Linked DNA regions of Mus musculus: regions 1 and 3 are each linked to region 2. A link is a contact called in public promoter capture Hi-C data. All regions are on one chromosome and are shown on one strand. The core of a region is the stretch at or near the end of the contact, and the rest is flanking DNA. Distances in the headings are between cores, read along the strand shown.

What was found. Promoter capture Hi-C pulls out the DNA fragments that hold promoters and counts their contacts.
Region 1: a contact with region 2 is called in a promoter capture Hi-C map of liver, with 2.4 times the contacts expected there. The contact joins the enhancer-like site here to the promoter of Nr4a3 in region 2. A contact is called at or near these places in 2 of 39 promoter capture datasets (hippocampal neurons and liver), 1 of 484 Hi-C or Micro-C datasets (liver), 5 of 115 datasets of contacts at active chromatin or transcription factors (acute myeloid leukemia, embryonic forebrain, embryonic hindbrain and 2 more) and 2 of 9 other capture datasets (adipose tissue and macrophages).
Region 3: a promoter capture Hi-C map of hippocampal neurons shows a contact between it and region 2, with 6 times the contacts expected there. The contact joins the enhancer-like site here to the promoter of Nr4a3 in region 2. A contact is called at or near these places in 4 of 39 promoter capture datasets (embryonic stem cells, hippocampal neurons and stem cell-derived epiblast-like cells) and 5 of 115 datasets of contacts at active chromatin or transcription factors (SST interneurons, embryonic forebrain, forebrain and 2 more).

The regions. Positions count from the first base shown.
Region 1 is chr4:48,331,264-48,334,290 of GRCm38.p6, reverse strand. The region is part of intron 3 of Invs (inversin); the gene reads right to left. Among named protein-coding and RNA genes, the nearest start is that of Invs, 53 kb to the right of the region's middle. Within about 2 kb of position 1,675, at least 19 of the 459 cell types and tissues checked have an H3K27ac peak or open chromatin away from gene starts, as enhancers often do. A contact at or near this core is called in liver, where this site is marked.
Region 2 is chr4:48,043,690-48,046,744 of GRCm38.p6, reverse strand. It overlaps Nr4a3 (nuclear receptor subfamily 4, group A, member 3), which reads right to left and starts at 1,440. Exons shown (of 8, transcript NM_015743.3): 1 at 1,029-1,440.
Region 3 is chr4:47,771,023-47,774,129 of GRCm38.p6, reverse strand. No RefSeq gene overlaps it. Among named protein-coding and RNA genes, the nearest start is that of Gm32544, 130 kb to the right of the region's middle. Within about 2 kb of position 1,404, at least 18 of the 459 cell types and tissues checked have an H3K27ac peak or open chromatin away from gene starts, as enhancers often do. A contact at or near this core is called in hippocampal neurons and neural progenitor cells, where this site is marked.

The DNA.
Region 1 (3,027 bases), core at 426-2,925, 290 kb before region 2:
TCCAGGACACCAGCAGACACTGAGATCCACAGATACTCAAGTCTGTTATGCTAAATTCTATAATATTAGTAGATAGCCTACATATACTTGAAATCATCTCTAGATTATTTACAACAGCTATTACACTTTAAATTTTAAAGTTGTTTTACTTATTTATGGAGAATTGGGATAAGAAAAAATCTTTACATTTTCATGCAATTTCTCTCCTCACGTTTGAGAGCATCTAAAGATTCACAACCCACAGATATGGAGGAACAGTTGTACCTGGACTTTTGCTCCAAGATGGGTGTCTCTCATAGGGCAAGACACAGAGGAATGACTTGACTTAGCTTATAAAGGATTGCTCTGGGTGATTTACTGGCCACAGTTTGAAGGAGCTAGAGCAGAAACCAAGAGACCAGTTAAGAGTTTATCATAATCAACGTAAAGAGAAAGCTGTAACACTGCAGCACAGCATAATAGCTAGAATGAAAAGTGGTAGAAATGCTATGCTGAAAAATGTGCTGGGTTGGAGAGATGGCTCAGTGGTTAAGAGCACTGGCTGCTTTTCCAGAGCTTCTGGGTTCAATTCCCAACACTCATATCTCAGTTGACAACTGTCTGTAACTCCAGTTCCAGAGGCTTCAACACCCCCACAAATACATACCTGCAGGCAAAACACCAATGCACATGAAATAAAAATCAAGAAATTTAAAATATTAGAAAAGGTGGCTGAATTCTATATAAAACTAGAATGTAGTGCTAATGAGATTTATTGGTAGATTTCTGTCTTATACAGGCAAGCAGGAAATGGGAACTCAATATACGTTAACTAAGCTGAATTCCTGGTAGTAGTTCTTTTAAAAATGCTTAAACCTCCCATCCCATTGCTCCTCTTTTTGCTCTTGGTTGGAATTTTGTGGTAAGAACTTACTGGTGAAGATACCCCATATTTGGTCCAGGACATGAAATCAAGTTGGTACTGACCAGGAAACATCCTTCCTGCTGGCTAGCTTTCATAGTACTAAGGTGTTATGTAGGCTGTCAGAGGAGAAAAGTCATCAACAGACTTACCAAGCTGTGACCCTATGAACTAGAAGAATAACCAGTGTGGCAAGATATGCCAATGGATGCAAAAGTGACATGCATGCAATAAGGTTGGAGCTAACCAACTGTTTTCTGATTGGATTTAAAACACATGACAAAGGAAGGAATATTTCCTAGCATTGTGAATCAGGCTAAGAATTCATGGTTGGAGAGCTCATAGGCCCAAGGGCTGCGCCTACTTTTAGTATTTTGGCAAATGGATATATCAAACTTTTCTCTAGATTCTTATTCTCTAAGTTCATATCTTTATACTCATTAATTGGTGCAATTCTCAGGCCTTATCAGAGGCGTTTCTTTGTGCAGTGGATGGCTGTTAGTGTGGAAATTCACATGTGGCCAAAGTACAAAGACCTAACTGTCTGTGGAGGGGTCAGCTGTAAATGGGACATCCATACCTCACCCCTTACCCTGCAAGGCCCGGGAAGGGAAGAAGAGAGGGCTGAAAGGCTGGAAAAACCAGAGTGGGAGAAGGGAGCAAAACAGTGTCTTTGAACATGACGGGATTGCTGCACTCATGACTCACAGCAGCTGTGGCTGCCTGCACAAGACTTGCACAATCAAGCCACTCTACATGTTGGAATGTACACCAGAGTAGCCAAGGTTCTATTGATCAACAGATCTATTGATGACTTCTGGGGGAGGGAGAGCCAGTTTCCTTTAAGAGTATGACCTGGCAAACGTCACTATACTCCAGTAGATGGCCTTATCCCGTAAGTACATAAGCAGTACAAAATGGACTTGGGGGTTATTTAAAAACAAAAAGAGGTCATAAAGTTGGGAGGGAAACAGAGTTGTGGTAGATCTTCGAGGAGTTAAGGGGAGGGTGGGAGTGAATATGATCAAACCCATTGTATGCACATGAAACTCTCAAAGATTAAAAAATATTATACTAAGATGCTATGATCTGTCTCAAAGGCAGTATGCCAAGCCAAACTTTCTAAAAATGACTTGAAGGCAAGATTTCCTACACAATGTAATATTCTCTATCTTCTATGGGAGGATGAGAAAGATGAAGTACAGATATAAGATAGAAGCGGTGACCTTAAACTCCTTTGGGTCCAGATTAGAAAAGAACGTGATAAATCATGCTTTCATTTCTTAAAACTGCTCAGTGTCTGTCCATTGTAAAGGCTTAAGAATAATTTTCAGTCCAGTAATAATGAACACCTAGACTGTAGCCTGTGGTCTCCATCGACTTTTTTCTATTGAAAAAAAAAGCCCTTGGAGAAATGGCTAATTCTAGTCTAGAACCAAAATAAGTAAATAAATAAATCTTGACCATTAAGTTATAGTAGATAACAAAAGTAAGTTGTCAAATACTGGATTCATATGGAGCACACTATTGGTTAAGAATAACACCGTGTTAAACTGATACTGAAAATTCTAGGTCTAATTCAGAATGACATTAAAAAAAACAAAACAAAACAAAACAAAAATAGGTCATCAAGTTAGGATGCCAAGAAAACACTCCTTATTTTAAAAACTGGTAAACAAAATAAAAAGAAGCACTTATTTTTCTCCTGCACCTCTGAAGCATCTAATAGTAAGTACTAAGGTAAAGTTTATCTTGAACAAGTTATTTTAGCTAATAGTTGTAGAAGGGCTAACAGAATTTATAACATCACCTTTTGCAATTCCCAGTGAGCTAAAGGGCTCTAGTCACTGAGTTTCAGTAACTGCTGACATTAGAAGACAGAGGCAATGAGATCTCACCTCCCTCCGGATGACAAATACACCATAATAATGAAATAGTTCCCCTGTATCCCTGAATAAAGATTAAGCCTGAATGAAATCAAGCCTCTAGAGCCAATAACTAATTGACAGAGAATGAAGAGGTCTGAGGAATGGGTTAATTACACCTGGGAAGAGAAGCAACATCCTACTGAGACAAGCCATTTAAACTAAGACAGCAGGTTAGGCTAGAGTAAGGGATAAGACAGA
Region 2 (3,055 bases), core at 191-2,690:
GGCTCTTCCCTCGGGAGAAGCCGGGCACATAAACAAAAGGCCAGCTCCAAGAACGTTCTTGGAAATCAAGGGACCAATGCTCATGAGCTCCCGCATGACTGCCGGAAGCCTCCAACAGGTTCGAGAGGTGCCTTTGAAAGCCAGTCTCCGCCGGCTGCGCTCCGCTGCTCGGCTCCCCTTTTCACCATCGAGAACTTTCCTTTCTACTAAGAAGAAAACACTCGGAGCAACTTCTCCGAAAGCTCATTGAAAAGTAACACAAGCCTTTCCCACACCAGCCAAGGCCTGGAGAAGAGGGACCTGGTCCCCACGCGTGTCGGGGCGCGAGAGTCGGCAATTACACCCGATTACCTCCATGGGGAAAAGTGTAAACCAGCAAGTCGGCGACGCCAGGCAGACGTGCCTAGTGGAGCCCGGGGCTCATTTCAATACAATAAGCCGCATTCCTACAATTACACCCTCTTTGCTGAGCTCCTCCAGAGCCTCTGCAAACTCCGGCCGCTGCTGCCCAGGCACTGGCCCTCCTAAGCTTTCTCCCAGACAACCAGCTCCGTTTCACCATTAGACACATTAACTCGGACCCACCAGAGTCCCTATTTCCAATTCCACTTAAAAGGCAGGAAAATTACTGCCGTTCATCACCGGGGCTCCAACTCTGCCTCAGCGGCAGCCGCTGCCGCCGCCGCCGCCGCCGCCGAGAGCATCATTACCATGACAACTAGAGCCGAAATACCCTGAATTACGACGCTGGAGCAGCTACAGCACAAATCCAGGTCCTCCTCTTTGTTAGAGGCTTTTAGCCTCTTTGGGTGGGGAGAGGAATCTCACAAGCTTCAGAGTCCCTGAGGGCCAGCTACAAGGGAAAAGTTTCAGCTTGGAACCCACCGGTAGCTGGGCGAGAAAACCTGAAAGGGGAGGCGGCGGGAGGGGGCCACCCCATATTAAAAGTTGTCAATTTCAGGAGCGACACTTCCCAGCGCGCCAACTTTTAAGCAAGTCCCCACATTAACTGGGCATATCGTACGTACTTGGGTGCTGTGGCGGTTCCGTCTTTAGAGCGAGTTTCTAGAGAGCGACCCCGAAATCTGGATTGGGGGAGAGTCACAGCTGCTGTCCCGGAAGGGCTGCGGTGCACAAACCCAGCGGCTCCCAGAGGCGGTGAGCGGCTGGCGGGGGATGCTGCGATCCCAACTCATGGGAGAGCGCCGCCGAGAGGTTCCGCAGGCATCCAGTCTCCGGCTGCGACCAGGGGGTAGGATGTCGCCACGTTTCCCACCTCCACGGACACTGCGGGCTCTGTCAGCGTTGCAAAGTGAGCCCTGGAGGGGCGTCCGGCTGCGGCGCGGCGCGGCGCGACACTGGCGAGGGAGCCGGGTGAGAGGGGTGTGAGCGCGCGGGAGAGAGTGGAGTGTGTGTGCGGAGCGTGTGAGCGCGCGTGTGTCTGTCTGTGTGTGCAAGTGAAGGAGCGGGTGTGAGCGTGTCTGTGTATGGGGAGCGGAGGAGGAGCAGGCGCTGGAGGGGTGGGGGGCGGGAGGCAGGAGACTCGGCTCTCCCGGCTGCGCGTTCGCTCGCTCTCTCGGCACGTCATTTATGCCACAGGAGCCCTAGCAGCCTCTCCATAGAGTGCCTGGAATGCGAGACGTCAATGTGACGACATGGGACGCTACGTCACCCTCCTCCTCCCTCCCCTGGCCCAGCCGGTTCCGCGTGTGCGAGGGTGTGTGTGTGTGTGTGTGTGTGTGTGTGTGTGTGTGTGCGCGCGCGCGTGCGCGCGTCCTCCGGCCATTCTCACGGCCGCACAATGGAAACCACGGGGAGCTGCGGACCCCAGCCCTGAGGCTTCTCAGATTCGCGCGGCCAACCCCTCTGCACGGGAGCCGCTTGCCAGGGCGCCGGTCTACCAGAGGGTGCCGCAGCCCGCCCGCGGGTCAGGCGGGACCGCCCAGCTGTCAGGCTCCGGGTGGAGCAGAGTTGGAGGAGTGCTGCTGGCTCGCCTCCGAGGCTGCCCCGAGGCATCTAGCCAGGTCCAGGGGGTAAGAGAGAGGACAGCTCTTCCGAAAGGGAAGGCTACGCCAGCCAGCTTCTCCGAGTGACCTGGCAGTCGCAGCTGAAGGAGTCTGGCACCAGGCCGAAGACTCCCAGAGGTGCAGCTGTGCTTCCCTCATGCAATGGTTCTAAGGCTGTTTACGTCCCTCTGGCCCTCTGCGCCTAGGCTAATTTGCCTCTTCCTCCTGTCATGCTGTTAGTGTTTCACCCTAGGATGCAGACAGTTCCAGGGACAAGATTTTATTTCTTTTTACTTATGGTGTGAGGTTCTTGACTGGACGCTTTATAATCCAAAGAAGTGCACATCCAGCCACGCGCGCGCTGCACGAGAAACTATATATAAAACAAACACACCACACGTGTTGAACAGCTGAGTGAGTCTGACTGTTCCTCTACTCCCCAGCACCGGGTCAGACATGGAACTCAACTCGCATTTGAGGGTTGTAGATGCCTCCCCTTCCACCTCTCAAATGAAATATTCAAAATCAGTCAACAGGATTCATTAGGTTGTCTCTAGGGGATCTTAACTATGGTCTCCTGGGGCGGGGGGCGGGGGGGGGGAGGTACATTTGTCTTCCAAGTATGTAGAAAGTCTGGGCGACTGTATAAGGGACAGCGATTTTTTCCTGGAAAAAAATTTAGGGTGTCACTTTCTTGCTGAGAACAAAACAAAACAAATAACAAAAACAAAACAAAACAAAACAAAACATGTTTGAGTTAAGAACTCTTAGTTCCAAAGGTTGCTGCTAACTGAAAGTAACCTCTTTCAGAAAAAAAAATTTTTTTTTACGAAGACGTTAGAATGAAACAACACAGACAGACGCGGTCTCCAGTGGTCTGCTAGAATCTCAAGTGGCATTTTCTTTTGATCTGCCCCAACAATTGAGCGTGTGGGTGGCAAAGTTGGGGGAATAGGATCCCCTAGTCATAGCACATGCTTCAGAATCTAAGAAGGTTCGAACTAGGACCAGAAACTCGAAAAACAAAACAACACATGCATAGTGTGTCT
Region 3 (3,107 bases), core at 155-2,654, 270 kb after region 2:
TGGGGGACGTGTAGGGGTAGAGGTAGGGTTTGCCACAGAAGTCTTCTATGTCTCTCTTTCTCAACTGTGCATCTGCAGTCATTGATATCGCTGTGAAAACTATTTGCTCTTTAAGGACCGTGAGAGCGTGGATCTCGGGCTTCCACACGCTTTCTGGCATCAGCACAGTACAAACAGGGCTCTTGGTTGCAGTAGGGCTATGGGCCTGGATAAGGCTCTCAGATGCAACTGGACATCAACATGGCTTCTGGTGATAGCATAAACCACTGACATCCATGTGACTTTCGGTGGTAGTACAGACGTGGACATCAACACAGATACGGCTGCAGTAAGACCACAGACCCAAATATCACCCTCATTGGCAGCATAGGTCATTCACATCAGTATGGTCAACAGAGGCAGCATGGCCCATGGACATGAACACAGCCTCAGTCCAGGGCACCAGCCATGAACATCATCATGTCTTCAGGAGACAACACAGTCTGGACATTAACCCAGACCTTGGCCACATCAGGGCCACTGATCTACACATGGCCTTCAGCAGCATCTCCGGGCATGGCGGTCCTTTGAGGAGGTCTAATCTAGAAAGTAGAGCTCCCATCATCTCGGGCCAAGATCTAGGGTGATCCTGTGTCTGGGCAGCTTGTTTGGGGACAAGTTCTGCATCTGCCCAAGCTTCTGGCTGCTGCTCACCTTCCTGAGTCTACTGGGCTATGACTTGATCAACAGTCAACCTCAGCCCTGTCTCTTACCCTTCACATTGACATGTCACCAGTTCTGCCTCTCTCCACAGAGCCTTTACCACTCCTTCTCCTCCTCTTATACTCCATCTTTCTGTCACCCAGTCTCCTTTCAATGACATCTGCAGGTAAAAGTGGGTGATGTGTGTGCCAGGCCTGACTGTCTTCTGCTGGGTGGTTCTGTTGCCCCTTCTCTTAATACTAACACACTGGCAATTGGGTTTCAATCTATGAAATTTGGGAAGAGCAGCAACCAGGTCCATTAATATGGCTTCTATGCACCGTTCTGGGGGCAAGACCCTTAATTTGCCTGTCTCCAGTGTGAGGTTTTATAAGAAGAGATTTCTTCCTTCTGTCTCAGAATCTTTTAAAATCTGGTCCTATCTGAATGTAGCTCAAGTTAGGAAAAACCTTCAAGTGAAATGGTCAAGACACAGGGCTGATATCAGTGTTATCTCGAGTTGAGAGCTGTCGACGTCTGCTAAACAGACCTGTGCAGCTACTCCAGGGTAAAATTAATTCTCAGACACCCTCACTGACACTTTACAGAGTCTTCACCAGCAGATGATTTTGACTGCTGCCGGCCCAGTCTCTGCTAATGGAGGCTTATAAAGGCCTTCACCATTCCTATGGTAACCCAGGAGAAAGGCTGTTGCCATGGGGACTAGCCAAGCCTATATAAACCTCCCATCACCATCAGACAGCTGAGAACAGGAGTGTGAGAATGAATCCTCCCTAGTTCACCTTCAGAAATTGCTAATAATTATCGTTGTTTTTTGGCAGGGAGCTCATTGTTTCTTTCAGGCAGAAACTCATTCACATTTTGAACTTGAAATGAGGATTGTTCAAAAGCTTGCTTGCTGATCTTGGTGTCAAAAAAACCGTCATCTACAGAATGAAATAGCTAGTGATTGAGCGGTTCCCAAATCTCTTCACTGTTACCAACCACTGAATGACATTCATCACAAGCATGTGAACAGCAGGCTGTTTCCAAAGAATGATCTGTTTCTTTGAGATGAATTAATTCTAGGCATGCCTGTTAATATGCTTCAACACTGACTTTTGGTTGAGTCTTGGAGAATCTCAGCTCCTGGAAGCCAGGATATAAAGGCAGAGTGCTCAGTGCTCTAGCATACAAAGAGCCAGGCAGTAGGACCAGACCAGAACTACTTCTGGGGATGACCAAAGAGTGTAGCTAAGTTGAAGCAGGCAATCAGAAGGAGGTCTTCTTCAGAGGGCACCTGAGACCCTACCTGGAGGTAGGAAGGACTGGGCTGGGACCTCCGAGGAATTTAGACATTTTCAGTAGAGGAAGGACATTGCATTCTGCAGGTGCCCTAATGCAGGCACCAAGTAGACATGGCAGCTCATGGCGGAGTGAGTAGCTCCTGCACGTAAAAAGCCCAGAAACGCTTCCTCCTGTCTTTCAATTATTTACTGAGTATTTGTTATGTGCTGTAAGATATGCTAGACCCAGAGAATACAGACGTGTTTAAGATTTGAGTCTGGCCAGGCCTTTCTCTAAGTCTACTTGGAAATGCCCAGATAAAGCACAAGTGATCGTGGGACATAATGTGACAAGGGGTCTTTTAAGCAGGCTTGCTCCACAAATGACTTTTCTTGAATAAGTGAATGAATGAATGAATGAAGAGTGAGTGAGTGAGTGAGTGAGTGAGTGAGTGAGTGAGTGAGTTAGTGAGTTGGTTAGGAATGATCTAATTAGAACCAACAATGTATTTAATGTTTGGGGTTTAGAATGAAAGAGAAAAAGTGATTCATTTACTTTCTGTGGGTTTGATTGGGATCCCATAGGGCAGAGCCACTGTGGAAACTTCTTCTAAAGGGTGCACGGTGCTCCCCAGCATCCTAAGCAAGAAGATCTCATGTTGATGGGAATGGTACCTTGGGGTGAGCTTCTTTCCTACTATGATTCATACTATGATGTATATGGTAACTGGTTCTTCTCATGTAGAGGTGGCTAGTTCCCACATCATTAAGGAGAGAGGATAGTTTTACTTACATTCTTCCAGCTATTCCTCCTTAGCCTTTTACCTTTCTAGGTGGAGCATCCTTGGATGAAGTGGTCACCTGTGTATCCATTACATTATTCAGGCATTTAAAGGCTGTGTGGCATAAGGCAAGATGCATAAAATTAGGAGTAAGAACTCTCTGGGTTTGAGACATGATCTGTATGGGTCTGGGCCAATGTGTGACCCTCCTCAGTTGAGTTTCCTCCCATGTAAGACAGAAAGAGTAAGTAGCTTGTTTTCCTCATCACGGTCCGGTAAGTAGTGCATGAAGCAAGAGTTTTGTATTGAGTACGATGTAGTTAAGCTTTGTTACTGTTATTTGAGAAACTCACACTTA